Linked DNA regions of Mus musculus: all the other regions are linked to region 3. A link is a contact called in public promoter capture Hi-C data. All regions are on one chromosome and are shown on one strand. Each heading gives the region's core, a stretch centred on a gene start, on an enhancer-like site or on the middle of the called end of the contact. The rest is flanking DNA. Distances are from core to core; before and after follow the strand shown.

Region 1 (6,898 bases), core at 2,943-5,442, 1.1 Mb after region 3:
TAGGCATCGATGAAGATGAGGTCACTGCAGAGGAGCCCAGTGCTGCTGTTCCTGATGAGATCCCCCCTCTGGAAGGCGATGAGGATGCCTCGCGCATGGAAGAGGTGGATTAAAGCCTCCTGGAAGAAGCCCTGCCCTCTGTATAGTATCCCCGTGGCTCCCCCAGCAGCCCTGACCCACCTGGCTCTCTGCTCATGTCTACAAGAATCTTCTATCCTGTCCTGTGCCTTAAGGCAGGAAGATCCCCTCCCACAGAATAGCAGGGTTGGGTGTTATGTATTGTGGTTTTTTTGTTTGTTTTATTTTGTTCTAAAATTAAAAGTATGCAAAATAAAGAAGATGCAGTTTTATACAGTCCTGCTCTCCTTGTAACACTCAGGGCTTCCTGAGTGGTGTTGGAAGGTGATGAAAGGCAGTTACTTGTCCATCAACTATTAATGCCAACCAAAACACAGGTCCAAAGTCACTGCTGCAGTTTAATCAAATAAGAGCAAAAGGTGACATTTCCAAGTACCAAAACTTGGGTAGGAACACTGGGGCCCCAACTGGGCTGGGGGCCTTTGTCCCTTCTGGCACAGCACCATTCTCACTGGCCCCTAGGGGAACTGCATGACCTGTAAACAATTCTCTTCCCAGCTGGTGCCTGGTAGCCTCAAGGGTGCGTGCTATGAGCAAAGCCCTGGTGCTGGTTTGCTTGGCCACCAGCAAGATTTCAGAGATTGGGGGAGGAGCTCTGGGTCACCTCTAACCAAACACCCACAGCTGTCATTTCCATGAAGTGGGGGCTCTTAAGGCAAAAGAGGCTGCCTCCAGGGCTCCAATCCTCTGCTGTATGCTGATACTGAGCCAGTGCCTCAGAAGATGAGGGTCTTTACTGCACTGCTCACACCTTCTGTACTGGGGGCTCAGTGGGCACAGCCTTCTTTCCCCGCTGCTTCCGGCCCCGGGCATAGACTCTGAGTAGGAGGGCAGTGAAGACCACAGCTACTCCCAGTCCCCCCACCACAGTGACAGTATGGCCATAGAGGAGGCAGGAGAGGAGGATGGCAATAGCCTGGCGTAGAGTCATGATGATAGTGAAGACAGCAGCTCCAAATTGTCCAATGGTGTAGAAGATGAAGAGCTGCCCAAAGGCGGAGCAGATGGAGAGGAGGAGAGCATGGAGCGCAAACTCACTGTGCCGCCCCATGAAGCGTGCCCCCTCCAGTAGGGCCCCCTGTTCCAGTAGTGAGCCTACTGTGAAAAGACAGGAGAATAAATTGACCCCAAACATCATCTGCACCGATGACATCTTATAGGCAAACAGGGCATCCTGCCAATTTGAGGTGAAGCTGTCGAAAGCAATATAGCCTGCCAGTAGGACCAAGCCAGAGAGTGTGGTGGCTGGAGAGCTTCTAGGCTCTGGTCCACTGGATAGAAGAAACATGCTCACTCCAATGGAGATGAGGCCGGCAGTCAGGTATTCCCAGTGTTCATAGCTGCGCCGGGACACCAGCTTTCCCATCATCATGACAGGGATCACCTTGGAGGCCTTCGCCAGCACCTGGGTAGGGAAGCTGACGAACTTAAGTGCTTCATACTGGCACCAGCTGCTAAGCACATTTGACAGACTGGCAAAGGAGTACCGGTACATGGGTGCACCATGACGGGGCTGCTTGCGCAGGACACAGTAGAGGCCTGCCACAACCAGCGCCAGCACACGGTTCATCAGCACCAGAAACTGGGAGTCTGTGAAATGCTCTCCTGGTGATGTGGCTGTGGCCCCGTAGCTGCCAGTCATCACTCTTTCCTGCAGTATGCCCCAAGTCAGATAGGACACCTGGAAGAGGGAGGGCAGAGAAGAGCGACAGTATAGAAGGAAAGGCAGAAGTCTGTTTCCTACTTCCTCAGAGTTGGTAGCATCAGATGTAACTGACACCATACTTTTGGTTCCTCTGAGGGAGGGGCCTTCTTTCCCAAGCTTTAGCTCATTTTATGGGGGAATCAAATGGAGTTGCAGACACCATGACATCTGCTTTAAGACCAAACACTGTCCTCTTTCATGATGCAAATCCATTAGAGCTGGCTCCACATACCATATAAAGAGTTTTATTTAGTTTGAACTAACTCAAAAAGAAACTGGGATGTTTGGAAGCTGGGGGTGGGGGTGGCTGGACACTTCAATTCAACATATATCTAAGGTGAGTTGGCTCCCACTCTGAATGCCCTGTGATAGCCTCACTCAAAGAAATCCTACTGACAAAATTTTGGAGAAAGCCAAGCATGGTGGTACACGCTGTCACCCCAGCTATTTGGAAGGAAGAAGCAGGAGGGTTGAAAGTTCAAGGCTTGCATTGGGTGGTGGTGGCACATGCCTTTAACCCACTCTGTCCAGCACTCTGGAGGCAGAGGCGTTTGGATTTGAGGCCAGCCTGGTATTGAGAGCAAGTTTCAGGACAGCCAGAGCCACTCAGAGAAACTGTGTCTGGAAAAACAGCGAAGAAAAAAAAGAAAGTTCAAGGCCTGTCTGAGCCTGTGAAACTCTGTCAAAACAGTGTGGTGGGTCATCAATCCTAGCACTTGTAGAGCAGGGGGATCTCTAAGCTGGAGACCAACCTGGTCTATATAGTGAGTTCTGGAGTAATTAGGGCTGCAGAGTGAGACCTTGTCTCAAAATAATAATGTGGGAAGCAGCTCTGGAGATATGTTTAGCCAGCAATTCCTCAAATTCACACTCAGATACAACATACAGACAGAGCAGAATATGGGCATAGGGAAAAAAAATACAACTCAGGCAGGCCTTCTTCCACACTGTAGAAGCCATTGCATGGGTGCGCGCGCGCGCGCGTGGACGTGCGCATGAACACATGCGTGTGTACAGTGAACTTTCATTTCAATACAGGTGTTGAAGGAAGCGCTGGAAGTTCACTTTCAGGACTGGGCTGTGTCCTGTAGGGACACAAACCAGACCCAAACTAACAAACCTTTGGGGTGGGCAGGGAAAATTTGGTTTAAGTCAGGGGCTGTCTGTACCCAGCTGGGGAAGAGAAGGGGAGCCTGTATTCTTACCTGGAGACCCGAGGCACAGAAGACCAGCTTCAGGACCTGCCAAGACGGGGTGGATTCCGCTGTCTCTGTCCGCGGAGCCAGGAGAACCTCATCAGGAGCCTTGGGCTCATTGCCAAACACACAGGCTTTCACCAGGGGGAAGCAGAGACCCCTGCCTGAAGAAGACACAGTCAAGGTCCACAACCTCTGCAGAGCAGCCAGCCCGATCCGGTGTCTGACTTACTGGCCTCCCTCCCGGCCCAAGTCCCGCTCTGCCAACACCTGCAACCAGACTTCCCTCATCTCCCCACCCTCTGGCCACATTACCTGTCTCCAGGTAGTTCTTCCGTCTTAAGTACTGCACCAGGAGGTAGCCAGGTACCATAAAGCTGGCATAGCCCGCTACATTCAACAAGAAGCGGAAGAGCCACAGCTGTGTCCAGGACTGCGGAGGGGCTTCGGGTGACTCTCCACCTGCTCCCAAGGAAGGGAGTGTGGCGAGTACCACTACTGCCCACCATCTGCTGGGACAGCCGAAGCAACGATTAGGTTTGCAGCTCTTCCGCCTCTCTGCCCTCCGGAGGGGACTGTACCAGGGAAGTGCCCAGTGGCCTCCCCGCCCCCTCCGCTGCAGCCCAGAGGGACGGACAAAGAGCCTCTCTCTCCCTCTCTCTCAGGGGGTCCGGCGCAGGCCAGGCAGAACCTCCTCCCTTCTCGGGGACGGCCCCGCCTGTCCAGCCACATAGGTCGCCTCTGTTCCCTTCAGCGCGCGGGCAGCTCAGGCCACAGGCAACCCCCACCCCCTTCCCTCTCCGAAGCGCCACTGTCCCTCATCCCCCTACGCGCGACAATCCCCGAAGCCCCGCGAGGAGCGTAGGCCACATGCCGCGTGCCCATCCACACGGGGCTCCCAACAGTGCCACGCGGATCTGCGGCTGGAGGACCCCCCACCCCGCCTCCGGAGCCCTGGGGTCTCGGTCACGTGGCCCCGGGGTCTCGGTCACGTGGGCCATGGCTGCCCGAGCCCCCCACCTGGCGTCCATGGCCCAGCCGCGTGGGGCGGAGGGGGGACCGGGGAATGTGAGTCCCCCGGGCCGCGCGCTCCCTCCGCTCCCTCTGCCGCCCGCTCCAGCAGCCAGCCAGTCAGCCAGCCAGCGGAAGTGCTGCGCTCTTCCCGCCTCCTCCCCGCCTCAGCCCCCTTCGCGACACTCCGGCCACAGCGACCCCACGCGGCCCGGAGGCAGACCAAGCCCGGTTCCCCTGGGGAACTCCAGTTGGGACTCCCTCCCTTTCCCAGCTTGCTTGGTCACAGCCATCAACCCAACCCAACCCAACCCACACAGAGTGATGATGACCATTGCCATCTAGTGGACTAGGATTTTGAGTATCTGAGACCCAGTACTTCCTCTTACATTACGGTTTTTTTGTTTTTTGTTTTGGTGTTTTTTTTTTTTTTTTTTCGAGACAGGGTTTCTCTGTGTAGCCCTGGATGTCCTGGAACTCACGCTGTATCCCAGGCTGGCCTCGAACTCCAGATCCTCCTGCCTCTGCCTCCTTCAGCAAATCCTACCGGCCTGCGCCACCAGAACCGGCGTTAGTTTTTAAACAATGATGTCTCTTCCTTTTTTGGCTGCATCAGTAATCATCCCCTTAGTACCTGTGATTGTGACCTTCTAGGCTCTGTATGACCTGGTGCGTCCTCCTCGCCCACTTGCCCAACCTTGTAGAGTCCTGTTGGCCTGTTTTCAGTTCCTTTAATTCATCGGAGGCCTTCCCCAATGCTGTCTTTCCCCTTGCTCATCCTAAATCGCAATTTCAACGACACCTGCTTGAAGCTTCCCAGAGGATGATCCTTCGCCCACTCCATTGTCCTCCTTCCTGCTAACGGTTTTCTTCCTTCCCAGTCACCCATTGCAACGTATAACCACATATTTAGTTGTTTATGCCTTTAATATCTGTCTCACTCACAGGATGCATTTGCTTAGTGCTTATAAGCGCTAAGCATCGGAAAGTATGTTGATTTATTTCTTCTCCTTCTTCGTGCATGACCTAGCAGGGCCCTCAGTGTGTGGAGTCTAAGGGGGTTGGGTGGGGGAGGAAAGTTGCAACTCTCTTGTGATCAATGTCCTCAAACTTCTCCAGGGACACGTGTGTGTCTCCATATTCTTCCTCCTCACTCTCCAGCCCTGGGCATTTCCACATGAAGGAGATGTGCCTGTGGTGGCAGGAACCACTTAGGTCTCCTACCATACCCAGCAAGGCCCTGTGCTTGCTCAGGGCTTGTTTCCTTCTCTCTGCCTTTACCCGAGAGTCAGGCCTGCCTATGCATACAACTGTAGAAGGGAAACGTTGTTGTTGTTGTTTTTTTTAAAGCCCCTCTCTTCCATTTTAGTGTCATATTAGAATAACTGCAAAGGTTCAGTTGGGAGCCTTATGTTTGAAGTCTTTAGATAACTTTGCGGTGGCCCGCTGCCACCAGACCTATAATCCCAGCTACTCAGGAGGCTGAGACAGGAAGTTCCCAGTTCAAAGATGACTGCCTGGGCTATAGAGTGAGTTCCAGGCCATCTCTGGCAACTCATTGAGATCCCATCACAACATAAAAAATGAAAAGAGGGCCGGGGACACAGCTCCATGATAGTAAGCTTGCCTACCGCTGGGGAGGCTCTAGGTTCACACCCCAGTGCCAAACACACTCACAAAGGTATTTTAGGTGAGACCCCTCGGGTCAGTTTGCTCATCCCCATTTTCCAGGTAGCTGGCAATTTCAGCCCATGCCATCTTCAACAGAAGCAAGGAGGCTTCCTTCAGGATACCAGTGGCTTCGAGGGTCTTTCAAGAATCTCCATCCAGGCCACTTGGGAAGTCCTTCCTTCCAGATCGGCTCTTCCTCGTCTGCAATCCTTCATCTCATTTTAGGACTATGCTAGCCCCAGGACCAGCATCAGCAGAGGGGCGACATTGCTTGGGTCCCAACTGCAGCAGCTGCGGATCCAGCTTCCAGGTGGGAAGCGGTGGGGACCCATCCGAGCTTCAGTCAGTACATAGCAGTGGTTTGCCGGAGATTTTCAGGTCATCGAAGGGCAAATAAGAAAGGAGCTGAGCGAGAGAGAGAGAGAGAGAGAGAGAGAGAGAGAGAGAGAGAAAACAGAGAGAAGCAGAGTTAATGCCCTAAGTGATGGCACCAGGGATGGCAGCAGGGACCTGGGCAAGCTGAAGGCCAGACAGTGAAAGACCTGGGCATGGCAGAGACCCGAAGATTAGACAAGATCTGAGATAAGCCATGCAGAATATCTGAGCTAGGAGTGACCTTACAGTAGATATAGTATGTCCATTGGCACTATGTATACACAGTGGCTGTTGTTGGGGTTAGGGTTGGGGTGTGGAAGGCTTTTGGATACTTTTGCTTGTTTTTTGAGTCAGGATCTCACTCTGTAGACCAGGCTGGCCTTAAACTCACAGAGATCAGCCTGGCTTTGCCTCTCAAGTGCTGGGATTAAAAGCATGTGCCAGCATATCTTGATGAATATATCTTTTTTTGTTTTTGTTTTTCGAGACAGGGTTTCTCTGTGTAGCCCTGGCTGTCCTGGAACTCACTCTGTAGTAGACCAGGCTGGCTTCGAACTCAGAGATCTACCTGCCTCTGCCTCCCAAGTGCTGGGATTAAAGGCGTGCGCCACCATTCTAATATGACACTAAAATGGAAGAGAGGGGCTATACAGAGAAACCCTGTCTCGAAAAACAAAAAACAAAAAACAAAAAACAAAACCCCAAAAACCAAAAAAACCAAAAAACAAAAAAGAATAAATCTTAAACAAAAAATTTTTAAAAAAGTCTAAGACCTGAAAACCCCGGGTATTTATATGCTGAA
Region 2 (6,785 bases), core at 4,087-6,586, 1.1 Mb after region 3:
AACATGCCACAGCATGCTACTTAATCTGCCACTCACTATGCTGCTTAAGCCATTCCCCCAGACCCACCCATTGATGGATCACTTCGGTGAGATATCTTGTTTCTTTGATAGTGTCCACTCTTCAGCCACCATCTAACCTGCACCCCGCCCTGGTTTCCTCCTGGATTCATAACTTGGAGCAGTGGCTCTCTGGCTTTTGCTGGGATCTGGCTCTGACTCATCCTCCCTGTGGGAGGATGCTCAACAGCTCCTGCATCCCCTCCACCCAAGCCTTTCTCCCCAGGCACAGAATAAAAGCCTCACTTTGGACTTCAAGACCCCATAAGATGTGACTCCGGCTATCTTCTTTGCAGAAGACTATCTGTAAAACTGTCCTTTCCCCCAGCACAGGCCACTTCGCCATAGGCTTTTAAAGCTGCTCTCCATCAACAGGTAACATCTATTTCCCTATCTCTTGGCCAGTGACTTTTTCTGGCTAGCAGAATATAGGAGAAAGGACTGAGTGTGCTGTTGCAGACCTGTTATACCAGGATTTAGGATCTGGAAGCAAGAGTATCGAGGTCACCCCTGGCTACTCAGCAAGTCTGAGGCCGGTCTGGGATCCATGAAGGCCTATCTCAAAAAAGAAAAAGAAATGCAATGGAAGGATACCTCCCTTCTGTCTTCCTTCTTGGATCCTTGCTGAGCTGGGATAAGGACAGGCCTGAGCTGGAGCCAGCCAGCCAGAGGACAGCAGACACATAGCTTAGCCACCCCTGCTGTCCCAGGCTGACAGTCAACCAATGCCTAGAGGTAGAACTGCCTCATACCCAACCGCGGATGTTTGGATGAGCTCATGGGATACTAAGAAAATGACCCAGGAAAGGTGGCCTGGCCTGTGCCACGGCCCACAGACTCCTGAATCAGATGTCAGGAGCCTTACAACAGCGGTGTGCTACCCAGCAAAAAAGCTCTTGGGGCATGGGCTCCACCCGCATCTCATAGGATTTGACCTCAGCTACCTGGCTGTCTTCCCCCCAAAGCAGGAACTACTAGAAGGGCCCAGAAAGGAAAAGGAGGTCCCTAGTTTAGGATCTAATTTACACTTCCTGTTGGCTGAGAGCCAAGAAACTTCAGGACAATTGATAAAACTGAAGCTACCTAGAGATAGAACTTGTGTTTGTAAAGACTTTTCAAACAGTGCCGTTAAAAGCAACACATTAGGTAGGAGCCGGAGAGATGAAGAGTGCTTGCTGCTTTTCCAGAGGGCCTGAGTTTGGTTCCTAGCACCCACACTGGGTGGCTCACAACCACCTGTGACTCCAGCTGCAGGTGGTCTGATGCCTTCTTCTGGTCTCTGTGGGTATACACAGACACACACAGAGACACACATGACACTTACATGCTCACAGACAGACATACAGACAGATAGATATACACACAGACACATACACGTGACATAGACAGATAGACAGACAGATGCACACACACACACACACACACACACACATACACACACACACACAGATATCTCCATATCTTTTCTATTTGAGCCTCTGTACCAAGCATAAAGGTTTTGGATGAGGGAAGCTAGTTAAACCACACCCACCTGCAGCAACCTCTTTCGTATTGCCACCTTAAAGAAAATGGCAGGCCCTCTACCAAAAGCCCTATTCTATCTCCCCTAACACACTAGACTCCTCATGTGCCTAGATGCCAGGAGAGTGGCAGCTGTTACTCTTAATTCCCCGAGTCGGTCCACAGGCTCAGGACACTAGAGGGCTAACAGTACAGTGGATGCATTCAAGCAGATGTGCCTTTTTCATCATGTCCCGACATTCTCTGACAAGCATATTCCTCCTCTGGGATACAGGACTATGCTGTGGACTACTTATCAACTATGTGGGATGAAGGCCTTTGCCTTCCTCTAAGACCTCTTAAGAAAGGACCCTCACGGGCTGGTGAGATGGCTCAGTGGTTAAGAGTGCTGACTGCTCTTCCAAAGTCCTGAGTTCAAATCCCAGCAACCACATGGTGGCTCACAACCATCCGTAACGAAATCTGATGCCCTCTTCTGGAGTGTCTGAAGACAGCTACAGTGTACTTACATATAATAAATAAATGAATCTTTAAAAAAAAAAAAAAAAAGAAAAGAAAAAAAAGAAAGGACCTTCACTCAGCCTTGGAGAATGGTGTTGGGGTCTGAACTCTCTTCAGAGTCCTGCCATGCTCCTGACTGTGAAGTTAATAAATCTTTTAATAACTCTTTTACCCAAATAGACGATCTGCCTCAGTGTCCACTTAAGCCCCAAGCCCAGAACCTTTCATAAGGGACACATGCACATTTTGAATGGATGTGGGGAAGAGTGAGGGGCATCAGGCAGCAGTATACTTGATACCCTGGGGTCCTTGGTCTGTACCGTCTACCACATGTTGGGAATACTCTTAAGTTTTCAACAATACCAGGGGAGGAGGGGCTGGGGAGATGGCTCGGCTAGTAGAGTGTTTACCTCATAAGCACCAGGACCCAACGTTGACCTCTGCAACCCACGTACAATTGCTGGCACAGTGGCATATGCTTATAATGCCAATACCGGACACACACACACACCTGGAAAACTAACAAAACAATGGAGTTGAGGCAGAAGGGAGCTTACCTGGTGTATGGCGTCGAGCAGTGGAGAGAAGAGGTCGGTGTCGTAGGTGGAACGTTTGCCTTGCAGGACGGCCACCAGCCTTTCCAGGCCCATTCCTGTGTCTACATGTCGCTGCGGCAGCAGCTGCAGGCTTCCATCTGCCTCTCTGGCCAGGAAAAGTGCGAAAGGTGAGGCCAACTGAGTCTGGCAGGTCTGAGGCAGGTGCTCGAGTTCAGCAGAAACCTGATAACCCACGGCGTGAGAGTAGCAGGGACCTGAGGGCAGATGGACCTAGACATGCCCGCTAAGACAGAGTCTTTGTCTTTAGAGAGACCTGCCAAGCAAGATACGCTAGAAGAAAACCATAGGAATCCCCAAGCTTAACTCCACTGTATGACAGGAGGCCAGAGAGCATCAGTAACTAACTAGTCCAGGCTGTCATGGACAAGGACGAAAATTAGATCAGTTTTTCTTTTTAAAAAACATTTAAATTAAGCCAACAACTAATGGTAGCCATGGCCACCATTACCTGTAGTGTTGCATGAAGACCAGATTCCAAAGCTCTACCAGCTGGGGGCTTCCCACGCCCCCAGCCAGGTCATAGTGGATCTCAGTACAAGGCCCACAAGGCCCAGTGTCTCCCATCTCCCAGAAGTTCTCTTGTGGTCCGAAGGAGAGCACACGGCTGGCAGGCACTCTGGGGGAGAGAGCCATATAAGTGGTGGGAGACTGGCATGTTCAGAAGCTGGCAACCTCTCCCTCCCTGCCTCCTGCTATGACAACCTCTCACCCAAGTCCAGCTCAGGAAGAAGGGTCCTAGGGCTGAGTGACATACAGGACGCTGGCACATACCGAACTCATGAGGGTTTGTACTGACTGTCTGCTTTCCACTCTTCCCATTGCCAGTGAGGGACAGAAGAAGGGGCCTGACTTACCCCAAGCTTAGCCAGATGTCTCTGGTCTCCAGGTCTGGGTCCAGTCCTGTCTGGGAGTCACCACTGAAGTAGGAGACCCACAACCTGTCCTCAGGGATCCCGTAGACTTGAGTCAGAAGTTCCCAGGCCATGCTACAAGCTTCCTCCTGTAGGCAAAACCACCACGGGGGGTGGAGAGATGTGACATTGGGGCCACCCAAGATCATGAGGCCAAGACAAAAACCATTCCCACTACCCACCCTAGTTTCAGATCAAGCCATGTCCATTTCTGCCTTGAGTTTTTCCTGTCCCCATTCTTACAAGCCTACCTTCTTTCCAGACCCAGATGAATTCTATCTTCTCCTTAAGCCTCTCAACCCACACACCCTGACCTGGGGACTTCATGTCCAATGACAATCTCAATACAGCTGCCTGGCTATCTGCTCAGCTAACTTTTAAATAGCCATTAAGCAGGAGACAACCCCTTCCTTCAATCAGCGAAGTGAGGCATATTCTTTCCTATTGGATGTCGTGTGTGTATGTGTGTGCCCGTGCCCGTGTATGTGTGGTGTACACACCTGTAACATGTGGACATGTGCTTGTGAAAGTCAAAGGACAACTATGGGTGACTGTACTTAGGAGCTAATTTTTGTTTAAAACAGGGTCTCTCATTAGCTTGGGACTTTGATGTTGGCCAGACTAGCTTGTCTGTGAACTTCTTCAGGGATCTGTTTCCATCTCCCATCTGGCCATTCCAGCATCATAGGCACACACCGTTAGCCCGCACTTTAAATTCGAGTTCTGGGGAATCCACAAGCACTTTACCAACCCAGTCATCTTTCTGTCTCCCCTATAACACACTGTGTTTAGCTCTTGGTCACAACATCCAGCACTCAGGGTTCAAAGACTTTAACTCTAGAGCTCCCTGGAAACTCACCTTAAAATATTCACCCCCGAAAGCCCAGTTGCCAAGCATCTCGAAAAACGTATGATGAGAGAGATCACGCCCCACATCCTCCAGGTCGTTATGGCGTCCTCCAGCCCTGACACACTTCTGGCTATTAACTACACGTCGGAAGCCTGCCATCTCACTTCGTGGATCCACTGTGCCCAGGAAGATGGGCTTGAACTAGAAGCACATAAAAGTCAGGAAGGGTAGAGAAGAGGTAAATGAACTTAAACAAGAGACTCTGCCTAGTAAAAAGTAGTAAAATTTACAGATAAGGGAAGTGGTTGGACAGAATCAAAGCTTCAAGAATATTACCAAGCACCTAGCAGGAGTGCAATAAATGTCTACTCAATGGATGAATTTTATTTATTTAAATAGTCTTCCACTCAGAGCCTGCCCCTCAGGACTTCACAGCTGCTATCCAGAGATAATAAACTTAATTTCTCCCCACAAGTTTCCAAGCTAATTCCCCAAGACCTAACCAGGCCCCCACCCCATTTTACCCAGCCTCTCTTCCACTCAGAGTTCCGCCCCTCACTTTTTTGGTCCAATCCTGAAGCGCTTTTCTCAGGCTGACTCCCGAGCTCCGCCCCCGATCGGTGTGGCCCCGCCCCTACCTGGTTCATGCCTGCATTGACGAAAAGCAGGCTGGGGTCGCCGCGCGGCCTCACGGTAGCGGAGGGCACGAGCCGGTGGCCGTGGCGATCTCGGAAGAAGCTCAGGAAGGCGTCCCGCACGGCCGCTCCGTGGGGTGGACCGGGCTCGGTTGAGAAAGGCTGCCATGGGCACGACCTCCCAATGGCTCGCCGCAGCTTACCGGCTGCGGCAGCCAACGCCACCGCCATCTTAGCTCCGGGCAACGGCTTCGCGGGGTCAAAGAGTGACGTTCGAAAGGACGCCTAGTGTTTCCTACAGCGGCCCCTGGCGGGTGGAAGACTTGGGGGGGGGGCAAGTCTCAGCTTCTAGTGAAAGTGTTTCCCCAAGAAGGGGACTTCTTCCCCTGGCGAGCGGCTCAGCATACCGTAACTTTGCATAGAGTAGGCCCTTAATTCATCCAGGATTGAACAGATAATTATAAAAAGATCATTACATGCTAGGCTGTATTTTGAACGTTAGTAGCAATATTAACACAATGCCTCTGCTTCCAAAATCTGTATTCTGGCAGTAATGGTTGTTGTGCTATTGATTTTGTGGAGTTGCAAAGGAACAGGTGTGGGTGCAATTCGGTGCGTGGACCGTGTGGTTTGTGCTGATCCAGGCTGAAGAGTGCCAAGGGATCGTGAGTATTCAAGAGGTGGTCAAGAACCCTGCGTAAGTGCCAGGCACTGCTCTAAGACCTTGCCAGGTCCTCTTCTGCCCTCGGTTTGCAGAGCCACTTTGTCCTTAGGGACTGAAGCAGGTTCTTTGGAGCAGGAGTCTGGTGGAGACACAGAAGCCAGACTGCATCTGCTCCATTATTAATTGCTTAATGACATTTGGTCTTTTAATTTGCTTGGGGATGAGAGAATCCAGGTCGACAGGTCAGGACAAAGCTGTTGGCTGAGAGCTGTGGCGATGGCTTTCCATGAGCCTCCCAGGGCCCTGAGGCTTTGAATTTTGCTGAGAGAAAAGAGATACCTGTCCTGGCAGGCCCAGTCCCCTTGACTTCCTTTCTATGGTAACAGACCTTGTGGGTGCAGCTAGACAGCTCAAGGACTTCTCATGATGACCTTGCTTGACCTTTAGTCTGGGAAAGTTAGCAGATCTAGGAAGAGAAAGGGATTTGCCAAGTTTAAGACCCAACAGAGCAGTGGTTCTCACCCTGTGGGTTGCAACCACATAGGGTTGCATATCATTCATTTACATTACGATTTGTAACAATAGCAAAATTACAGTTATGAAGTAGCAATGAAATAATTCTATGGTTAGGGGCCATCACAACATGAGGAACTGTTTTAAAGGGTTGAAGCATTAGGAAGGTTGAGAGCCACTGCACTAGAGGTTACAGAACTGAGGTCTTTGTGGTCAGAAGGACAGCCTTGGCCACCCAGGGGGCTCTTTTGGCCACCAGTCTTTGTGTGTTATTTGGGTCTTTTGAACTTTTGAAGCACAGCTTCTTTTCGGGGAATACATAGTCTATTTTGGACTTGAGTTTCTATAGCAATAGTGAATTCTGACAAGCCTGTATATCTATCCCGTGATCCTCTGCCTTCTCTTTTCCATGTAGGTTAAAGGTGTTGTTCTGCCTCTTTTGGTTTCCTCCAGGGTGTTTGGAACAGAAACCTGAAGCCAGATGGGGATTTTTGAGATTGGTGACCTTGAGAAAAC
Region 3 (7,498 bases), core at 4,044-6,543:
ATCCAGGAGTTGGAGGAGCGAAAGCAGCAACAGCTGTTATTCTGGGTGGGGTAAAGTTGGGCCTGCTTCGGCCGGTGAGACCTGGACTGGACAGAAGAACATTGCGGAGTTTGTTATTCAAGAGCAAAATATTGGAGCTAAGAGGTCTCTAAGGCTCGCAGCCTCGAGTGGGTTTGGTTCGGAACACCCGGAAGGGCAGTGGCATAGAGCAGTGTTGGATTTACAAATGAAGCCCAAGGTCCTGGGACAGATAAAAGTAATTTAGGGAAACGGGTGTGTGGGGGCCCAGAACTGTGTCGGAGGGGGATGCGGTCTCTAAATTGAAGCACTGGATTGTGAGGCCCAAAGGAAAGGGCACAGAAATGGCCATCAGCAAAGCACGATGGGCTGGGAGAAGGGGAAGGTATGGGAGACATCCATGACCAGAGGCGCGAGGCCGGGAGAAGGGTGCATCAGGGGTCCGATGGATAAGCGGCGCGAGGCTTGGTGGATGGGAATCAAGACCCGAGAAGGTCCGGAAAGGGCGTGGTGGGATAGGATGGGGAGGTAGGCCCAGTAAAGGATAGTCCCGAAGCACGGTTGGGAAGGAGACGCGAGGCTCCGCGGTCGATCGGAAGCCCAGAATAGGGGCAGGGGCTGCGGTGGGGCTCTGGCCACCTCAGAAGTCCGCCGGGATCCTGGCGCGAGGCCTGTCCTTTGCAGAGCTAGGGACGCGCGGAACACGATGGCGGCTGCGGCGCTGGCGAGTGTTTGGGCCCCGCCTGGGCCCCCTGAAGGGGTCTAGGCGCAGAGGAGGGGGCGTGCCTCTGCAGGAGACAGGCGGGCAGAGGGCGTGACCAGCAGAGGCCTCCGAGGCGCGCCGGCGCACTGCCTGCTGCAGGGTGGAGCCTAGTCCTGGCTGGTGCTCCAGGCGCTCCGAGGCTCCGCCGCCTGCTCCAGCCACCGCTCGCTTCCGCCTGATTTAGCGGAAAGCTGGGGGCCGGGGGCCATCAGCGGGCGGAGTAGCGGGTGCCACCTGGACGACGCAGCCCTCCAGTCCTGCACCGCCCTTTCCTCTTCCTCTTAGTCCTCCTTCCTGCTGCCGGAAGTGCCTTCCCATTTCCCAAAGCCAGAACTGGATAGGACCTTGGAGGTCATTTCTGCCCCCTCCCCATCCGTTTTTCCATCCTCTTCCCTCTATCCCTGTTTACTTCTTGTCCATTCTGTACCGCGCCCTCCCAAGTGAAAAGGTAGTAAGAGATAAAAACAAGAGACATTTTATTAGAGTCCAGGGCAATCAGTTTTGGGCAGCAGCGGAGGGCAGCTTCACATAACTCTTCATGGGTGGTAGTGGCCGAATCTTTCGGCCGGCCCAGCCTCCCTTGCGTTGCCACAGCCCACTGTTAGGCCTCTTGCCCAGCCAGCGGTTCCTTCCTGCCTTGCCGATGACCCGCTGGTTATGGTTAACGTTGGATACTCGGCCTACAGTTGCAGTGCATGACTCCAGCACCTGACAAGAGAAGCAGACAAGAACGCACCGGTGGGGACACGAGGCTGGCAGGGCAGTGTTGGGAACACTACTCTGGGTGACTTCTTACACTCAATGAGGGACGGGAGAAGGGAGAAACACAAAACATTAGAATATAAACGTGGGTCCAACAATGAATTAAAAGTTAAGGAAAAGACTCCCCATATCTATGTTTGTGTCTGTGGTTTTCTTTTGGAGTCAGGGTCTGGGAAGGTATGTAGTCTTGGCTGACCTGGCACTGCACCAAGACACCCCTGCCTCTGACTCTTGAGAGATGGGATTAAAAGCCAGTTCCAACCTGGTGGTTCAACCTACGTCTTTTTCTGGTTTTTTGAGAAAGCCTAGGTGGCTTGCTTCTTTTGCCTCAGTGTCTGGGATGCTGGGGTTACAGACACGGATGGCCCGGCCTGGCTGGGAAGGGCATCTCGACTCTAAAGTTCCAGCCTGATATGGCATGCTTAGTCAGGTAGCAGAAACAGAGCAGACACAGAGGGAGGCACTGCCTGGCATCATAAACACTTGGGAGACACTGAGGGACATTCTAAAACTTCCTTCTCTTTTTCTTTTTGTTTTTTGAGGTAGGGTTTCTCTGTGTAGCCCTGGCTGTCCTGGAACTCACTCTGTAGACCAAGCTGGCCTTGAACTCAGAAATCCACCTGCCTCTGCCTCCCAAGTGCTGGGATTAAAGGCATGCGTCACCACTGCCCGGCCAAAACTTCCTTCTTTGCTGACCCCTCCCATCTGTGCCCATACACACCTGCATTTGCCTCTTCGAGGGCAGCTGGATAATGGCTGTCCCGTTCACCTTCCGAAGCAGCACACCGCATGTCCCTGGGGAAGGGGAAACAGCTTGGCCACCTTCCACAAATCAGAGGGAGGTTTCCATGGGGATCTGAGGCCACATGCCACCCTTCCTTTGCCCTTGGGGGGGCACATGAAACACAGAAGATCATACACTATGATCTAGGCTAAAACAAAGCACAGATTGATCCTCTCATTGTTTGTTTCTTCCTGTCCTGGAACAGATGTGAGTCTAAAGGGTTCCCAGAATAGTGCTATCCCAATTGTGGGATGTGTGTAGCTTTTGTGCCCATACCTGCAGCTCGGATATACTGGGCTCCCCGGCCAGGCTCGCTCTCTACGTTGTTGATGAGGGTCCCCACAGGCAGCGCCCCAAGTGGATGTGCATCCCCCTCCTGGGCGGCCACTAGAAAACAGGATCTCATCAGCACAAGACCCAGCCACCTCCACCCCACACATCCACCAGCCATCCCTCACCTGCCATCCTGCCTATGTGATTAGAGTTCAGGATTGTATCTCCAGCCTTCATGTTTTCCGTGGCAATGATCCAGCGCTTCCGGCTACCCCCAGCAACCAGAGCTATGTCTGCAGACCTGTTCAGGATGATGGACAAAGCCCACATTTTCTGAGAAGCTACAAAACAACAATTCAGACCACACCATCATCATTTCCCATCCCAAACTTGCCTACAAGGATCATAGCGGACTACCACAACCTTCTCCTCAAACGGTTCTGGTGCCTTTTCCTTTTCTGGCCGGAACCGTAGAAAGTCAATCATGCGATAATTCTGTTTGTGGCCTCCACCGATACCATGCACTCGGATGCGGCCTAGGATCAAGACAGTTCAGGCATGTGATTCAGGTTAGAATAACTCTCAGCCTAGATTGGACAGTAGTACTCCCTCACTATTATATCACAAACAGAAAAACGACAAAGGGTTGGTGGTATAGCAGTACAGAGCTTGCCTTGTGAGCGCTGAGGTCCCAGGTTCGAGCCACAGTATGTGGGTGAACAGAGGCCAGGGCTTCCTTGCAAAAGTAGTGGGGTAACACTTATATGGCTCAATAAAAATATGATTATTAAAACTGTACTGGAAGGGATATACACTGGACTCCCATCATTAAACCATTATAATGTTGGTCCCTTGCATTGAGCAGGTTTTCTGTTTCTCTGTGGTCTCTTCTTCAGCTTCAGTCATGACCCACACGGTGAGATGCACCTCAATGACATCTTACAAGCTATAGTGCACTGCTATATAGACATCCAGGATGCTAATGCAGTCGGGCAGTGGTGGCACACGCCTTTAATCCCAGCACTCAGGAGGCAGAGGCAGGCAGATTTCTGAGTTTGAGGCCAGCCTGGTCTACAGAGTGAGCTCCAGGACAGCCAGGGCTACACAGAGAAACCCTGTCTCAAAAAACAAAACAAAACAAAAAACAAACAAAAAAAAAAAACCCCAGGAGCCTAACACACTTTCCTCCTGAATGCTCCAGGCCCTTTTCCCACCTGTATGGTCTCGACCCCCAGACTTCCTCATCTTCACTGGTTTAACTGTGTACTTGGTACGACTCTTCCAGGACACAAACTTGGCACTGCGGTCCGCAGACATATGCACTGGGCGGTAAGAGGGCGACACCAAGGCAGGGGGCAGCTGAAGGAGGACATTGCTCTGTATCTAGGGATTAAAGGAAATATTCTCTTTTAGAGAACCAAGCAAGAAAGCACCTAGACTAAGTTTAGCTTCCCAGAAACATCTCAGAACGCTGCCCCCTAATCTCCAACCTTCACAAATACCAGTGTAATGTGTTTATCCAGTTACTTGGTAATCACTTGGTAAACCTCTGATATAATTCTCCAAGGAAATGGTCTCCCTTTCATCATCTTCTAAATCCTTTCAAGTTCTTGCCTGGAAACCTTTCCTTCCCTGAAGAATTCACTTCTCCAGAGCTGGTAAACTCCACACACCTATCACCACCATCAGCAGTGGTGCCTTTTGCCCAATGCACGGTTTGAGGAATTTTCGAGTATGAATGGAAATGATTATTTTGCTTTTCCACTGGCTGTAGACTAAGTGTTTGGTTTAGCTTGAATTATAAAATATACATTCGCTAAATTCTGCCATGCTCAGCCTGAGAAATGCAGAGAAGCAAGATCAGTAATTTCTTTTCTTTTCTTTCTTTCTTTCTTTTGTGTGTGTGTGTGATTCACCATTGCCCACTACAGACCCACTGTTCGACAGTCCCTAATATCAGCAATAACCCAGTCGTACATTAAAACAGTTAAGAGCACTGGTTCTAGGAGGTAGAGGAAGCGCATAGAATGAGCGAGGCTCTAGGTTTAATCTGCAGTAGCAGGGCAAGTTGCGAAGCCCGTCTGTCTAGCCCCAGAAGGTGTAAGACTGCTGACCAGGTTTCTCATCCCCAAAATGTGCATAAGAACTCTCAGGAGGTCGGTTAATTCAGTCCTCTTCTCTGCCTGGTTTACGGCTGGCACCTTAATGTTACTTCTGCAACCTGTTTAGTAAAGGCTTGCAAAAGCACTTGGAAGCCCGTATCTGAGATCGGGATTGACGGAGAACGAAGGTCACGTGATCTCGCCTAGCCTTGCGGGATCCCGGACAGCCCAGGCGGAAAGAACCAATCCTAGTTCCCAGGTAAGCGGATTACCTGGGCAGCAGGGAGCAGAGTCGGAACCCGGGCGGTAATGGCCGCGGATGCCAGGCTCAAAGAGCGCAGAGCACTCGTCAGCGCACACAGCGCCATGGGCCGGCCGGGCTCCTCCGCGCCGTGCTCGCTTTTACCTTCATCCAGAGCCTGGCGCTCTGGGATGACGTTCCGGTCCCGGTCCCGTCGCTTTCCAATGACGCGAGAGAGGCGGGCACAGAACGGCAGCGCCGCAGGATACACGCTTTCTTGCCTCTCCAAAGAACAAGTTCTCAGCCAATCATCGGGGGGGGGGGTTGCTCGGGTCACGTGACGGGCGGCAGTCCCCGCCCCTTGGAGCCGTCAAAACAATTGCCTCGAGCGGCAGCCATGATAAATTTAAAGGGGCAGCACCCACGGAGGCGGTAGCCGGACCGGCAGACTGCAGGTGAGTCTTTGGGAGTACCCCTGGGGCTGAGAATTAAGATTACACTGACTCTTATTCCCACATTCCGGGACAAATGAATAAGTCCCTTCCTACTAACCTCAGAAAACTTTAGACTGACTCAAAAACTCCGCCCCCCCGCGATTCTTCCCCGCCCCTCGGCGTCCAGACAGTGGGATAACCTGCCCCGCCCCCTATGGGAACCCCTGACTGTGACCTCGAGCTGGTCTGATGTCGGGTCCCGGGCAGCAACTCTGTTCTCACTCACTCTGCCCTTCCTCTCCCCTCAGCCTTTGGCGATCTTACTCTGTCCTCACCCTCGGCCCTCGGGGCGAGGCAGGAACCTTAGACACTCCTGAACTGTGGGCCCTCAGGCTTCGGTAGCCTGCGCTCGGAGCCTTGCTCCGTGACCCCACTGTGCTCAGCAGATCTGCTATGCATCCCTGAACCATCCGGCACTTGCGAGACATTTTAAGGCGCCTGTTAGGTGATTATGTCAGACAAAGCTATGGAAGGAGGCGATTGCCGTAATCCTGTTGGGAATCCTAACCGGGTCTCCCTTCTCAGGGACACCACACCCCTTGCTGCAGGTCTCCTTATCGGGAGAAAGTAACTGCACCGAGCTGGAATGAGGAGAGTGACTTAAGGAAGAAGGGACATTAGTACAAGTCTTTGAAGAACCTGTAGGCTGGAGGAGGGAGGGTGTTTGTCCTGGGTGGGGCTCCGTGCCAGGTCCTCTGAGAGGCTGTGAGGTGGTGACAGAGAAGGGGTGGGACTGCCGGACTTCTGGACTTTGGGCAGTACAAAGCCTTCTAAATCCTTAGTTTCAGGTCAGAGTTTCTTCCGGGCTCTGGCCTGGGAGCCGCCTGAAGCCAAGAGCTTCTGCTCTGTAAGCAGGTAAGGAGACTTCAGGGATGAGTTTGGAGGAAGTAGGAAGACCGGCTGAATTCGGGGGGGGGGGGGGGGAGTGAGGCCAGAAGGTGGTTTGGAAGGAGATCAGCAGGTTGGGAGGTGCTGGGCTTAGTGCCTTTGCTGATGCAGCCTGAAGACCTTGAACCTTCCAGAGCCTTGTCATGACGGCTGCTGTTTCCTGTACTCCCACATCCCTAACCTTGGGTCCTTCCCCTTTATTGGGACACTGCTTTCTGCACAGCTCTCCCACAAGTCCTCTGTGATTCTTACAATGCTTCAGATCCCCTGCTTCCTTTCCCTAACCTATGCTCTGTCTCCAATTGCCAAGTCCTGAATTCCTCTAGCTCCAAGCCTGCCCGATTGTCCTACAGATCTCTATCCAGGTTAATTCCTCTCCCTCACCTTAGTTTTATGGTCAGTGCCGTGGAACTCCTCCTCTTTCATCAGCTTAGCCATGGGGTCGGCCATACTCTTTTCCCTTTGCGGGATGCCCACCAATCTCTAGTAGTATGTCTTTTCTCTGCCCCACCTGAACTCTGTGGTTTCTCTTTAGCCTAGGATGTCAGGCTTGGTGTTGGGGCAGCGGGATGAGCCTGCAGGGCACCGGCTCAGTCAAGAGGAGATCTTGGGCAGCACCAAGGTGGTGAGCCAAGGGCTGGAGGCCCTACACAGTGAACATCAGGCAGTGCTGCAGAGCCTGTCCCACACCATTGAGTGTCTGCAACAGGGAGGCCATGAGGAAGGACTGGTCCATGAGAAGGCCCGGCAGCTGCGGCGGTCTATGGAGAACATCGAGCTGGGGCTGAGCGAGGCCCAGGTAAGAATAAGGGGGGATGCCAAGTGTTCCAGTGACATGATGCAAGTTTGGGGGTCTCCTTGTCCTAGAAACTTGGATTTGTTGATTCGTTAAATGTTCATTAAGTGACTACTGTGTGTCAACTCTTCTGCATGCTGGTGGTGCAGTATAGAACACCACAGCACAGTTCTTCTCGGAGCTGATATTATAGCTGGGAGAGTCAGCTAGAGCTCAGGTAAATATGTAAATGATTTACTGGGCCAGAGTGATCATTGCTAAGGACAGAACAAAGACAAAGAAAGAAGGGAAGGGGCTGGAGGGATGGCTGAGGGGTTAAGAGCTATGTGCTCTTCTAGAGGTCCTGAGTTCAAGTCCCAGCAATGGTGGCTCACAAC
Region 4 (6,602 bases), core at 2,997-5,496, 1.0 Mb after region 3:
GGGCTTGGTTCCCAGCACCCATGTGGTGGCTCACAGTTGTCTGTAAAATTCCAGTCCCAAGGGATCTGATGCCTTTTTATGACCACTGTGGACATTCCTGTGGGTTACAGACACACTTATAGAAAAAACACCATATACATAAAATAATCATAACACTTTTTTTTTTTGGTTTTTCGAGACAGGGTTTCTCTGTGTAGCCCTGGCTGTCCTGGAACTCACTCTGTAGGCCAGGCTGGCCTCGATCTCTGAAATTCGCCTGCCTCTGCCTCCCAAGTGCTGGGATTAAAGGCGTGTGCCACCACGCCCGGCTTTAACACATATTTTAAGATGTTTTATATGTGTAGCTGTTTGTTTACATGTATGTATGTGTACCCTGCACATATTTGGTGCCCATGAAAAACAGCGGGGAGCATCAGATTCCTTGATACAGCAGTTACAGATGATTGTGAATTATCATGTGTGTAGTGGGAACTGAACCCAGGTCCTCTGCAACCTAGTGCTCTTAATCCGCCTAGCCCCCATAAGACATTTTTTAAAGCAAAAGAAATTATGAGCATACTTTAAAAGTACATCAGATATTTATTAAAAAGGAATTAGAAGCTAAATCAGGAAGCCCAAGGAGGTTACATTACCCAGGGCCTTTGCAGGTGATAAGGAGACCCTTTGAATATGTGTGTGTGTGTGTGTGTGTGTTTGTTTTTATGTTTTGGCTTTGGTTTGTTTCAGAGCTGGGATCTGGGGGTGAAATCTGGGGTCTCAAACCTTGTAGAGGCCTGTTACTGAGCTACACATCCTGAAACTGTGGCCTTAACTGTTAGTTAAATATGAGATTGGGGTGAGGAGTGGGCTGGAGAGATGGCTTAGTGGTTAAGAGCACTGGCTGCTCTTCCAGAGGTCTTGAGTTCAATTCCCAGCAACCACATGGTGGCTCACAACCATCTGTAATGGGATCTGAAGCCCTCTTCTGGTGTGCTTGAAGACAGCAGCAGTATACTTACATATATCAAATCAATCAATCAATCAATCAATCAATCGGTATGTAAATAAATAAATATGAGATGGACAGTAGGAAGAGGAGGAGGGCAGATTCCAATTCATGTTTTCTAAAGGCTGTTCTAGGCATAAAAGATAAAGAGGAACATGAGTCTGAGGGCTCCCACAGTAACCCTACAGAGAGCCTACAGGAGCTCCTACAGAGAGTAGTCCCAATAGCTCAGGGACGATGGCAGGCTAGATAAGCTGGTCGACAGCTAGGGTTCCTTGTCCGAAGGCACTAGAGGGGCTCTCTTAATGCTCTAGGCCCTAGAATCTAGGGACTTTCACTCTGGGAAAGGCAGTTCTTTGGCTTTGACATAGAAAAGAATTGTAGCCAGGCAGTGGTGATGTGATGCTTGCCTTTAATCCCAGCACTTGGGAGGCAGAGGCAGGAGGATTTCTGAGTCCAAGGCCACCCTGGTCTACAGAGTGAGTTCCAGGACAGCCACCATGGCTACACAGAGAAACCCTGTCTTGGAAAATAAAAATAAAAATAAAAAAATTTATTTATTTACTTTATTTATATGAGTACATTGTCCCTGTCTTCAGACACACCAGAAGAGGGCATCAGATCCCATTATAGATGGTTGTGAGCCACCATGTGATTGCTGGGAATTGAACTCAGGACCTCTGGAAGAGCAGTCAGTGCTCTTAACCACTGAGCCATCTCTCCAGCTCCGTGATTTTTTTTTTAAAGCTGGGTTTGTGGCGGTACATGCTTTTAGTCCCAGCATTTGGGAGGCTGGGGGCAGGGGGTGTGTGTGTGTAGATCCCTGTAGGATCTACACAGTAAGTTCCAGAACAGCTAGGGCTATATAGAATCATAGGTCTCAGATAATAAGTCTCTTGGCTGATATAATAAACCAAATTGAGCCAAATTAAAAAAGTATAAAAGCAGGTTTATTGGAGACAGCTCTCAAGCGGGTTTACCGGTCTCAGAGAATCAGAGGAGGCCAGAGAAATCTCCATGCAGACAGGGGTAAAGAGGCAGATACACAGACAGACAACATTGAGAGCACTAGGATCGAGCTCTGGGCTGGCTGGGGGCCTTCTTATCTGCAGCACCCACCTCGAGAACCTCTTGGAGGCAGATGATGATGTAAGCAGCTGCCAGGTCCCTGAGAACAGACCAGTAGCATCACCTGGATACTAACATAGGTTTGGTTTTTTTCTCTCTGCAAATTGTATGTGTGTGTGTCTGGGAGTGCAGAGCTGGTGCAGGCCAGAAAGATGTTGGATGCCCGGAAGATGGAGGTACAGTGGTTGTGAGATGCCTGACATGGGCACTAGGAACCGTAGTCAGGAACTTCTGGATGTGAGGTTTCACTGCGGAGCCGTCCCACCGTCCCCGCAAATTCCAATTTGAAAGAAAAGCCATGTAGATTTACTGATGAGCAGACACAGCACCAGGAAGCAAGGAATCTAGGAAAATACCCAAATCACAAGAAATATGCGAATTCCAGTTACAGAAGACTGGAAAACCCAGGGAAGGGTCAGCTCTGGGGTGCGGCCTGGCCGTTTATCCAGCATGAAGGTATCCTGATTCTCTACCTCAGGTCCCTCGTCTTTTAAATAGCTGTCCTGTCGCTTCCCTGCAAGGTGAAGGTGAGAAATTGAGCAAGACCAAGAACTCAAGACTCACCTGTTTTTGCTAGGCATCCACACAGCGGGGCAGGCAGGCCCATGGGGTGTGGGGAAGGGGAGTGGGGGAGTGGGTAGGTTAGGTGGGACAAGCTTGTGGCTACTGAACCACATCAAAACAAACGAGAGAGAAGCGTGCTCCCTGTAGTTCTACATTCTTGCCTCTCCATGTTTCCATTTTTAATCTTTAATCTTTTCTTCCGTCAGGGTCTTTGATACTGATGGGGACAGCTAATGACAGATAAGAAGGAACCATATTCCCACAGCTTTGAAGTTTGCAAAAAACACTTCATGCATACTCTATCAGTTCTCTAGAAGAACAGAACGGATGAAATGAGTAGATCAAAATTAAATAATTTAATTAAACCTACTAAGGGCTAAAGGGAAGGCCAATCCAGCAGAGATCTGAGCATCTGCCTTGGCCACACCCTTTTGATCTGGAGAGTCTCCTGCATCAATTAAGGCAATCAGGGCAGTTCTGCGGGAGAGGCTCCCTATGTAGATGATTTTAATTTGTGGCAAGTTGACATTGAAACCAACCATAATAGCCACCATCTGCATTGGACCCAGCCTGGAATTACAGCTGCTTTCTGACTGAGGCAGGGGTGGGGATGTGGGGGTGTGGGCGATGGGGTGATGAAAATCTTAAAACAAAACATACTGTGTGGCAGAGGCAGGAAGATGTCTGTGAGTTCCAGGTCAGCCAGAGCTACACAGATAAACCCCGTACAATAAAAGAAAAATAAACAAACAAACAAAACCCCCAAAAACCAAATAAAAAACTTAGGCCATACACCCAACCAGATATAGCTGGATATATATACAAATATATGTGTATGTATGTATACACACATATGTACATGTGTATGTATATATACTTAAAATACATACATAAAAACATATGTGTATATGTATATATATATATGTATATATATCCTTTAGAGTGAGGCAGGGAAATGACTGGAGAAGGTCTAGAACTGTATGCTCTTCTGTCCTTGAGTAGGCCTTGATGTATATCCAGCCCTATGTAACTGTGCTCAGTTAAAACAGAAACTGTGCCTCCCATCCTGTACCCTAAAAGGGCCCATCAGAGACTCCGCAGGTCACGGTTGGCTTGGCCACTGGGGTGGTATAGGTAAGCTGAACACAGCTTAGCTTCATCTGAGGTGTCACACACACACACACACACACACACACACACACACACACACACGCTGTCCTCTTCTCTGATTCCTCCATTTCCAAAGGTAACACCTGAGGTGACTGGATCCCAGAAGAGTCCACACGCTTCAGGTCACAGGGCTAGAAAGTACAGCTCAACGCTGAAGTCTGCCGCCATTCCACCCCACCCCATGGGGAATTCCTGCACATGGCCCCTCTTGTCTTCTCCTCCTAAGATGGCAAGAGGGAGCAGCTGGACCGAATATACCAGGTGCCAGAACACAGCTGTTCCCTCCTTGTCCGCCCCGCTCCACACCCAAGCTGAGCAGAGCTGGGTGGAGGCTGAGGGGGGTGGGGCTCCCTTGTGATGTCCAGTGATGCTGAATCCACCGCAGGCAAAAGCATCCTGAAATTGATTCTGAGCAGTTCTGACTGGTGAGAGCTGCCACTGGCCGGTTAGAACTGGTGAGCAGGAGGGCAAGAAGTTCAGGCTTCAGGTCAGAGTATGCAAAGGGAGGGAGGGATTAAAGGAAGTGGGTTCTGGAAAAGGCCCTAGCCTCAGTCCCCACCACCTTCCAGCCCTGGGCTCCCTTCCCATCTGTGATAACAGTGAGTGAACTCCTTAACCAGCTTTCATGCCAGAAGAAAGCTGCACTGTAAAACTAATCCAGTTGAAAACTGGGGAGTACAGAGGTATAAGCTGAAGGGAGGACTCCACACCCCCGCACCCTGCTTTGCCAGGTGAGGTGCGTGCCTGAGGTACAGTCTAAAACCCGGGTTCCCTTTGCAGGTGCAGGTCCTGCCATGCCCGTTCCATTGCTCCCGATGGTGCTTCGATCGCTGCTGTCCCGCCTGCTGCTGCCTGTTGCCCGCCTGGCCCGGCAGCACCTCCTGCCCTTGCTGCGCCGGCTGGCCCGCCGACTGAGCTCCCAAGACATGAGAGAGGCTCTGCTGAGCTGTCTGCTCTTTGTCCTCAGCCAGCAACAGCCACCGGATTCTGGAGAGGCCTCCAGAGTGGACCACTCCCAGAGGAAGGAGAGATTGGGCCCCCAGAAGTGAGGCCACGGGTCCTGGAAACAGCAACGCCCATCAAAGTACTTTTGGAGCCGGTTAGTCCAGGCGTCGGTCCGCACGCACGGGCATGGACGGCAGACTGCCCAGTGGGCGAAGACAGTCCGGGCTGAGTGCAAGAGGGCTCTGACCTGAACAGTTCCCACTCCCCTAGCTCCTAGCAGGCTACAGATTGTGTTGATTGACCCTTCCTCTCTGCAGCTCCCTCTGCCTTATCTCTGGCCTCCAGGGTGGACCTGCAAATGCGGGTATCAAGGTCAGTTAAGAGATGATGTTTCACTTAGACTCAAGACAATTTAGCTAAGAGGTGGTATTTAAATCCAAACTGTCCCGTCTACCTTAAAATTATAAGCCCTTGCTTCCCGTTAAAGAATGAGTACTTTCAAAGCTTGGTACGCAGCAGGTAGTCAATAAACGAGGACAGTGTGTTGTTATTGGTGGTGGTGGCTTTTGTTTTTGAGACTGTTTTATGTATGCCAGTCTGGCCTTAGACTCCTGAAATGATCTTGAACTAATTTCTGTCCTCTATGACTTTACTTCCAAGGCACTGGCATTACAGGCACACACCACATCCAAGCCTAGTTTGGGTGGTATTAGGGATTGAACCCAGAACTGTATGCACGCAAGGCAAGCGCTCTCTCTACCGGTTGAGCTAATTCCAGGCTCTGTGTTGGATGACTGAGGTGTCTCAGAAAATCTCACCACCCCTACTCTCGCCTACCTCTGGGTTGGTATCTGTGGGAAGCTGGAGAAGGGGCAGAGGTGAAGGCACTGACTGGTAAGACTTCCTTTGGATAACTTGTTCCATCTGTCTGTCCCTCGGTCCTCACAAGCTACAAGTTTGGAATTGTGTAACTTCATTTAGAATGTCCTCCTGCGGCCCGCCCAGCAATGGCTTAGATCTCTGTTGCAGGAAGGCTAGCTGGCTGACAGAGCAGGGAAATTGATCCCGGGTGTGCTTTGGAGACATCTCAGCTCGATAGTGGGATAAAGAAAACTCGTCAGCAGGCAGTGGGCCGGGAAGTGGGGACATGCGTGACCTTTAGGGACATCTTACTACCCTTGAAGAAATAAAATCACCTCAAAACTTCACTTCTAGGGGCTGGAGAGATGACCCTGTCAGTTAAGAGCACTAGCTGTTCTTCGAGAGGACTTGAGTTCAATTTCCAGCATTCTCGTGGCGGCTCACAGCCCTCTATAAGCCCAGTTCCACACCTTCCTCTGGCCTCGAAGGCCACCAGGCATGACCTGGTGCATAGACACACACTCAAGCAAAACATCCATACACATAAAAAGAAATATATTTTTAAAAATGTACTTTCTCACTCCCCAGCTGAGCGAGCACTTTTGTGTACGCATGCGTGGGCGGACATCGTGTACTATGATTCTCTGAATAATTTGATTATGATTGTCACACCAGTCCCTCCAGCAGTGACTTCTGCTGTAGATTAAGAAGGGCATAGTAAGAAACACAGGCCCCTATCAGGGGATCCTCAATCAAGTTGGGGATCCCATACAGGTTCCTACAGAAACTTGAGCCTGGGAAAGCGGGACATCTGAGCTGAGCTGCCCCTCCCCCTCCCCCTCTACCTCCCAGGCCCGGCAGAACTTTTTCCTCCACCCCGTGACCCAGCTGTTCCTACAGAGTCCTCAGAAACTAGAGCATGTGCGACCTGTGTGGACAGGTGGATTAA

Evidence for each region. Promoter capture Hi-C pulls out the DNA fragments that hold promoters and counts their contacts.
Region 1: a promoter capture Hi-C map of liver shows a contact between it and region 3, with 4 times the contacts expected there. The contact joins the promoter of Slc35b2 here to the promoter of Klc4 in region 3. A contact is called at or near these places in 3 of 39 promoter capture datasets (hippocampal neurons, liver and pre-B cells), 1 of 484 Hi-C or Micro-C datasets (B cells), 3 of 115 datasets of contacts at active chromatin or transcription factors (bone marrow-derived dendritic cells, large pre-B cells and pancreatic cancer cells) and 1 of 9 other capture datasets (liver).
Region 2: a promoter capture Hi-C map of pre-B cells shows a contact between it and region 3, with 4 times the contacts expected there. The contact joins the promoter of Aars2 here to the promoter of Klc4 in region 3. A contact is called at or near these places in 1 of 39 promoter capture datasets (pre-B cells) and 1 of 115 datasets of contacts at active chromatin or transcription factors (large pre-B cells).
Region 4: a contact with region 3 is called in a promoter capture Hi-C map of liver, with 2.6 times the contacts expected there. The contact joins the promoter of Mymx here to the promoter of Klc4 in region 3. A contact is called at or near these places in 3 of 39 promoter capture datasets (the SN4741 cell line, erythroid cells and liver) and 3 of 115 datasets of contacts at active chromatin or transcription factors (double positive thymocytes, embryonic stem cells and large pre-B cells).

What each region holds. Positions count from the first base shown.
Region 1 is chr17:45,561,230-45,568,127 of GRCm38.p6, reverse strand. Slc35b2 (solute carrier family 35, member B2) reads right to left here and starts at 4,192. Exons shown (of 4, transcript NM_001357105.1): 1 at 4,060-4,192; 2 at 3,355-3,548; 3 at 3,049-3,203; 4 at 459-1,819. The coding sequence starts at 4,070. The coding sequence ends at 884. It overlaps Nfkbie (nuclear factor of kappa light polypeptide gene enhancer in B cells inhibitor, epsilon), which reads right to left. Exons shown (of 6, transcript NM_008690.4): 6 at 4,959-6,126. The coding sequence ends at 6,061. It overlaps Hsp90ab1 (heat shock protein 90 alpha (cytosolic), class B member 1), which reads left to right. Exons shown (of 11, transcript NM_008302.3): 11 at 4-350. The coding sequence ends at 113.
Region 2 is chr17:45,505,392-45,512,176 of GRCm38.p6, reverse strand. It overlaps Aars2 (alanyl-tRNA synthetase 2, mitochondrial), which reads right to left and starts at 5,336. Exons shown (of 22, transcript NM_198608.2): 1 at 5,096-5,336; 2 at 4,467-4,658; 3 at 3,551-3,696; 4 at 3,145-3,312; 5 at 2,637-2,781. The coding sequence starts at 5,323.
Region 3 is chr17:46,643,875-46,651,372 of GRCm38.p6, reverse strand. It overlaps Klc4 (kinesin light chain 4), which reads left to right and starts at 5,293. Exons shown (of 16, transcript NM_001357130.1): 1 at 5,293-5,398; 2 at 6,861-7,124. The coding sequence starts at 6,867. It overlaps Mrpl2 (mitochondrial ribosomal protein L2), which reads right to left and starts at 5,144. Exons shown (of 7, transcript NM_025302.4): 1 at 4,975-5,144; 2 at 3,815-3,983; 3 at 2,995-3,136; 4 at 2,786-2,901; 5 at 2,604-2,714; 6 at 2,265-2,338; 7 at 1,241-1,489. The coding sequence starts at 5,070. The coding sequence ends at 1,277. Cul7 (cullin 7) reads right to left here and starts at 1,035. Exons shown (of 26, transcript NM_025611.5): 1 at 658-1,035.
Region 4 is chr17:45,599,711-45,606,312 of GRCm38.p6, reverse strand. It overlaps Mymx (myomixer, myoblast fusion factor), which reads left to right and starts at 4,246. Exons shown (of 2, transcript NM_001177468.1): 1 at 4,246-4,334; 2 at 4,628-5,346. The coding sequence starts at 4,642. The coding sequence ends at 4,896.